Linked DNA regions of Siniperca chuatsi: region 2 is linked to region 1. A link is a contact called in public Hi-C data. All regions are on one chromosome and are shown on one strand. Each heading gives the region's core, a stretch centred on a gene start, on an enhancer-like site or on the middle of the called end of the contact. The rest is flanking DNA. Distances are from core to core; before and after follow the strand shown.

What was found. Hi-C and Micro-C count contacts between places; a contact is called where the count stands out from the background.
Region 2: a contact with region 1 is called in a Hi-C map of liver, with 2.9 times the contacts expected there. The contact joins two enhancer-like sites. A contact is called at or near these places in 2 of 3 Hi-C or Micro-C datasets (liver and an unstated tissue).

What each region holds. Positions count from the first base shown.
Region 1 is chrLG8:14,059,213-14,062,408 of ASM2008510v1, reverse strand. All of the region lies in intron 1 of tsc22d3 (TSC22 domain family protein 3), which reads right to left. Among protein-coding and RNA genes, the nearest start is that of tsc22d3, 17 kb to the right of the region's middle. Within about 2 kb of position 1,673, the one cell type or tissue checked has an H3K27ac peak away from gene starts, as active enhancers do. A contact at or near this core is called in liver, where this site is marked.
Region 2 is chrLG8:14,120,122-14,123,317 of ASM2008510v1, reverse strand. No RefSeq gene overlaps it. Among protein-coding and RNA genes, the nearest start is that of tsc22d3, 78 kb to the right of the region's middle. Within about 2 kb of position 1,532, the one cell type or tissue checked has an H3K27ac peak away from gene starts, as active enhancers do. A contact at or near this core is called in liver, where this site is marked.

The sequences.
Region 1 (3,196 bases), core at 424-2,923:
GGAAAATGAGAGACTCTCCCAAAAAGACAGGCCCCGGGAGAGGGAATGCTATTTTCAATGAAATGGCCTAGATATTATTGCAGAAAACACTCACGGGGACAAGTACTGCCTCGTCTGAATCTGATATCTCCTTCTAGAAAGCTTATTTGAACATGAATAGGAGGAAGTATCCTGCTTGTCTTTCAGTTGTTGTTTTCTTTTATATCCACCCCTTGCTGGCTCTCATAGAATAATAGCAAGAGACTTTGTTTTTTATCAGGGTGTTTCTCTGAATTTCCCACTGATATAAGCTACAATAGCATCCTTTCCCTCCTGAGGGCTAGGAAGTGGGCTCATGAACAAAAAGAGCACTAGAAATACACCAGACCACTAAATAGATCAGATAACAACACATTAATTCCAATTCAAAATGATGATTCTACTGATAAAATCCTGAAAAAAGCATGGAAAGATTGCAAGTGTTATGCCAACATTTCCACACTGTGTCTGTTATGCAACCTCTGGTGAGAACAGGAGGAGCATTCATTACAGTAGACCTACAGATTATTATTATTATTATTGTTGGAGTGTCAGAACATTCACCTATAGACCTCACCAACCCAAGACGACCCTCAATACCCATATGTTAACTGCAAACTGGATTTACCCTCATGCACATAGGTGTGAGCCGGCAGTGTGGTTTGTTAACTTTTTGTCAAATCATGTAAAAAATACTGGAAATTTCTGGATTCTATTTTATAAAAACATTATTTTTAAACTACATAATATTTATTTGCCAAATGCTAAATCATGTGGCATGTAGTTTGATAACATTGTCTTAGTTGCTGTTTGTTTTATGTATTTAGGAAAGTCTGTTTTTGAAATTGAAAACTAAGCCCTAAATACCAGCCCTAAATTTGCTGTAAATTGACTTTATTTGGACAGATATGTCTTTCTTGTTTTTCTTGCATGCAGTTCAGCTATTGATTTCAGATGTGTACAATGAACCTCAAAGCCACTATATGCTAAATAAGCTACAACAGTTGTTCTAACTTTAAATTCTGGCCCAAAGAATCCTTACAACTCATCAACATTCTAAAGGAAAAGCAAAGTTTTGTAACAGTATTATTCTGTATGTGCACTTCCCACACATCGTGACCTGGCATATGAGAGTAGCCTACAGCAAAGCAACGCTTAAATTATGCTAAACAAGCCCGAGGGTGATGCATCAGTAAAAACATTAGGGTTGGCCAACACAGATGGAAATGTGTAGGAGAAGGAGAGAAAAGAGTCGTGCACCTCACAGATGACTACGATTAATTTATGGCTTGTTTTTCCAAAACATATGACCCATTCATTACATCCATGTTTTTTTCTTTGGAATCCATTTTATCTGTGCCGCTAGAAAGTATTCTCTTGACTTGTTTAGGGTGACCTGTGCTGAACACCGAGCTATGACTCTATAGATGTATAGGGGGTCAACTGTCTTCCTGCGCAGCTTGAGCTCTTCCACAGCAAAAGACGTCCTTACTGATGCAAGAAAAACCTTCTGACCCCAACTAACTTCCTCACCGTTGGCTCACAAGTACTGAGAGGTTGTAACCTCGAGTGTTACATAAAGTCCCCTCTTTTCTCTCTTACTGCCGGAGCGGTGCAGGCTCCACTTCCCCTTATATGACACCATGTATTCAGGCTAGTAATAAATAGGTCTTTGTGTGCGTTGCAGGCCCCTGAAAGACTTGTGTCAGGGACGTGGATGGCAGCCTGGATGGAATCTGCATGTGTGTGTGTGTGTGTGTGTGTGTGTGTGTGTGTGTGTGTGTGTGTGTGTGTGTGCACAAGTATATGCACAAGAGAGGGAGCCGGAGACAGTTGGGAGGAACAGATGAAGAAAGGGAGGGAAAGAGAGTTTCAGCACTCGTCAACATTCCTCCCAGAGTCCCACACTTTTTTGGCATTGGCTCCAGCAGCATCTACATGTTTTCAGAGGGCCGCTGTTTAGCCTAATCCCAGACTGTGTAAACACCAAAGCACGCAAACATAATGATGATCTGTGACTCATTCCTCTCCATGACACCATACTGGAAGGAATGCAGAAAGAGGTCATTTAATGTCACTGGTGATAATTGCTCCTCAAGATGGCACAATAAGATGGCAGGGGAGAGAGGCATAATGCCCCACCAGATACGACCGTCCCAGGCCGCTCCATGGTACGACTGCCTCTTTTAAACACAGTGACACAAAGACAGAAGTGAAGCGTTAGACAGGATGCATCTTGTTATTTTCGCTCATTTCAGTCTGCTAGTGCCTCACTCTCCATCTCCCTCTCTCTCTTTCTCTCTCTCTCTCTCTGACGGCCAGAAAAAAAAATCACAGACTCACAGAAACTTGGCACATACGTTCATTTTTTTCCTTTCTCTCTCGCGGGCTCTTGTCTGCCAGAAAGGCATCCAGAGAGAGAAAAAGAGCTTGGCAGAACAGGTCCACTTTTTCATTCTGCTACTGCTGTCTGCCTGTGGGACCAAACAGGTCTTCAGTCTGGCAAGCCTAACCCTTATTTATGTTGAAGTGATTTTAAGAGCCACGTTTGTATGCAATAGAATGCGACTATAATCAGCTTTGTTTTTTGGTCTGTGACTCACTGTGAAAAACTGCAATGTCATCACACACAAAAAATATATATGTTCGGAGGTTTCTGTTCCTTTGTTTTCTTTGTTGGTTTGTTTGGTTCTTTTATTTCTTTCTTTCCTGTCTTTCTCACATAGCCCCTCTCCAGTTGTGCAGGAACACTTGAAGCCAATGAGAGTTTGGAAATTTGGACGCAACAGTAACAAACAGGAAACCATATTCATTACACTAAAGTCAGAGTTTGATTTGGCCTTTTAAAAGCATGCATATTGTAAACTGTAATTCAGAGTGGCTGTTATATTACATTCAATTTCTGCCAAGCTCTGCTCCTGCCTTCACAGAAAAAAAAAATATTTTCTTGATTTAGCTTAGAAGTTTATTGTATACTTAAATACATCTGATGAAACAAAAGGCGTGAGCAGGTTGCCCAACATGTTCTCAACTTTCAAAATGAGGTAAACACTTCAGAAAGCTTAAATTGTACTAAATGCCACTCAGGTACTGTAGATTTAATTAAGGATACGACTGTGTGATGGGAAGCAGATGTCAGAGACTCCACTATAAATCCAATTACACATTTACGTTACAA
Region 2 (3,196 bases), core at 283-2,782, 61 kb before region 1:
ATTGCAGGGAGTATGAGATCTCTTTCATTTACTATCACCTCACAGCGCTGAATCCCCAAGAGCCCAATTTAGACTCCTGCATAAAGAAACCCTAGTTGTCTGCTGTTGTATAACTTTGTTTAACCACTGCCTTTGTGCCAGAACAACCATTGGGGAAGTGGAAAGGCTATAATTTGTCAGGCAGTTGGCATCCAGTTCAAAAAACACACTTCATGTTCAGTATAACAGTGTACTATAAAACAGCACAGACCCAACATGAAAAAGATTGTGAGCAGTGAGGTAGCTCTTTCATTTTGCTACATGAATACTGGCAACATCTTAACCTATTTGCATTACCTTAATGAGAAAATACATAATATGAAAACAATATGAATATTCTGACACTGTTTCATAACATGCAAATGACTGAAATGAACATTTCAGGCAACACTGAAAAGTTTCTTTTATTTTTTCTTTAGTTCATGTTAAAGGCGACCACAGTCCTCCAAATCATGCATGCATACTCTCCAGGGGGCATATAACCGCTTGCTGAATTGTTTTATAACAGCACACTGGTGCATTATGCTACAGCAGAGGTAGTGTTTTAAAAATGTGCCTAGGGCCACAACATTTGCAAATGGGCCATGGTAGGCATGTGTTCTATGTAATATTGTATAACCTCAGCTCAAACCTATGCAGAAGCAGTTCTCTCTAGTCATACCTGTGAAGCCAGACTGAAATGTCATCACCTCAGGATTACCCCTGCCTGAGGAGGGCGTCGGCTCGCTCTGCTCGGCCATGCTGTGCTCTCAGCTGGGATGGCAGATGAGCCACGCCACACGAAAATAAACTCACACAGGGTCACATATGCACATACTCTACAGTAGGCTATATAAGGGCACAAACATGCAAATAAGAACATATAAGAATTGTTATTCCTCCTCTTTTGAGGTTTGCAGAATTAAAAATATTCCGGATGAAAAAAGGTTGTGTGACCTGTGTGATTTGGGGAGAATTTAAAAATTTTGATGTTTGCTGTAGACAGAGTCTGAAATCGGATTGTTTAGCATTCATTATTTTTCAACTTTGTTGTGTCATTAAAAAATGTGTGCACTGCATTCTGGATCTGGTTTATATTAATTTGTGGTGTTATGTAAGCCGAAGCAGGCAGAGCATATTTGTAAGCTTCACTATGTTCACATACACATGTGGAGTTGAGTGCGCACATCCAAACTTGCATGGAATCTGCAACTCCAAAACGTACACTTCACACACAAACAAACCTTGTCCTCACCTGCAGCTGCACTGGTCTTGACTGGCTGGGACTGTCATAGCAGAGGCTGTGTTGTTGCTCTGCAGGGAGACACTATTAATTGGTCATTTGTTTTTTCACCTGTCTGGGGGCGTTATGTAACTTCAGCAAACTGGCAACAAGGTCACAACACCTCATGCGGGGGCAAACATTAGTCCCTAATCTACCTGCTGTTAGCAGTACAGTCCTGCTGGTGAGGTTATGAAACAGTTTCTTTGCAGTGTTTGTGCTTAATTTATAAAGTGAAGTGCTAACATTACAACATCATAAAACCAGATAAGTGTGTGTTTTTATGTGTGTACAGTAGATGCACACATGCATTCATGTTCTGCATGCATTACTCATACATAAGATAAACTCTGAGACGTACAGTACACAAAGTCAATAGTAAATGCAAACAATGTGAATATACTGCACTCGCCTGAGAGCTTCTTTGTAAAACACTCAAAATGTTTGAAAAAGCACTGTGTGTATAACACTGCATGCCTTAAACAGTTACTCCCACACTCAGTCAGATTGAGTACACCAGTTCTCAGGTCTGTAGGTCAGTAGGTGAAGAAGGTAAACTTACTCTTAGTTTTCAGCCACCTCCCTGATCATATCAGCCTGTAGGCCAAGTATGAAGTATATTTCATGTGGCCATGCATTGGACTCTCTATTGGATTTCTAAGGAGCTGTGGTTCAGGGTTTGTGCTCCAGCTGGCATACCGTGAGTGTGTGAAAGTGAATTTCTTTCAAACATTTAGTTCACTGTGCTTGCCTAATGCACTGTGCTGTGCTTCCCACTTATATGTGAAATCTCTGTAATAGGTCATGTCTGCCTTTGAGGAGCCACGAGTGAATCTGACCTACTTGCTAGAGAACTGCACCATTGTCCTTAGATTAAAATCATTTGCCATAACCTCTATAAGTGCATCCGTGCCTGAGATTTTCTATTTATTTACTTATTCATTTATTTAAACCCAGTTCAGGTTGAAAAGAAATAAGACTTACCAAAGGCAATCATTCTGCAACTGTGGACTGGAAAAAATTGTGCAAGGTAGCCTGTGATTTATTTTCCCACACCCTGAAATCTGTTGCAAAATACTTGCCAACTTGCAAGTGACAATGCAACTTACATCCTATCTCTCCTATTGACTAAAACAGGCACATTAGTTCAGATAAAATCTTGAAAATGGTAAGGAAAAAAAGAATAAACATACTGTAAGTCACATTTTTAAATGTTCTTGGTGTTATGTCTGTTCAACTCATCTTTATTTTATCATGTCTTCTACATGTTTTCTATTTTATTTTGTCAGCATTATTTATCAGTATTTTCTGCACCAACATGTTGCATTCAAAGCATAGTGAAATCTTAGGCAATGTTTCTGATTCAGGTTCTCAAGAGTGTTTTGGTCATTTATGAAATGTCCTGTCCTTACACCTAGAGAAAAGTTAGACCACTGACTCTGCAGGAGTGTCTGCTCCATGTGGACTGGCCCATGCCTCTGTGCACGTGAAAAAGCCAGCACATAACGCCTCAATGCCACTTGCCCTTTCTGCTTTCTCTGTTCTGAAGAAACTATTAGCCGAGTTAGACCCATATATCAGTTTGCTAATACATTCAGCAGTCATTTCTTCTATTAGACATTAGCCATTCAGGTTGTCCACCCTACTATTAGAAAAGTTTCTCATTCAATATATGTATTTTTTGTAAATACAACCTACTTGAAATTTAGTAATATATCCCAGCGCTTTCTCCACGATTGAATAGATTAGCAGTGGGCCAAATTGTCTTCAAGAGCTAACCTTTAAATAAATGTAAAGTTAATTATTCTGGGTACAGAGTTAGTGCCACATCAGCTTTCAAAAGCCTGTATCAGTCAAAACGTTGTTGTTATTTCCTCTTCCTTCCCCAACTTCCAC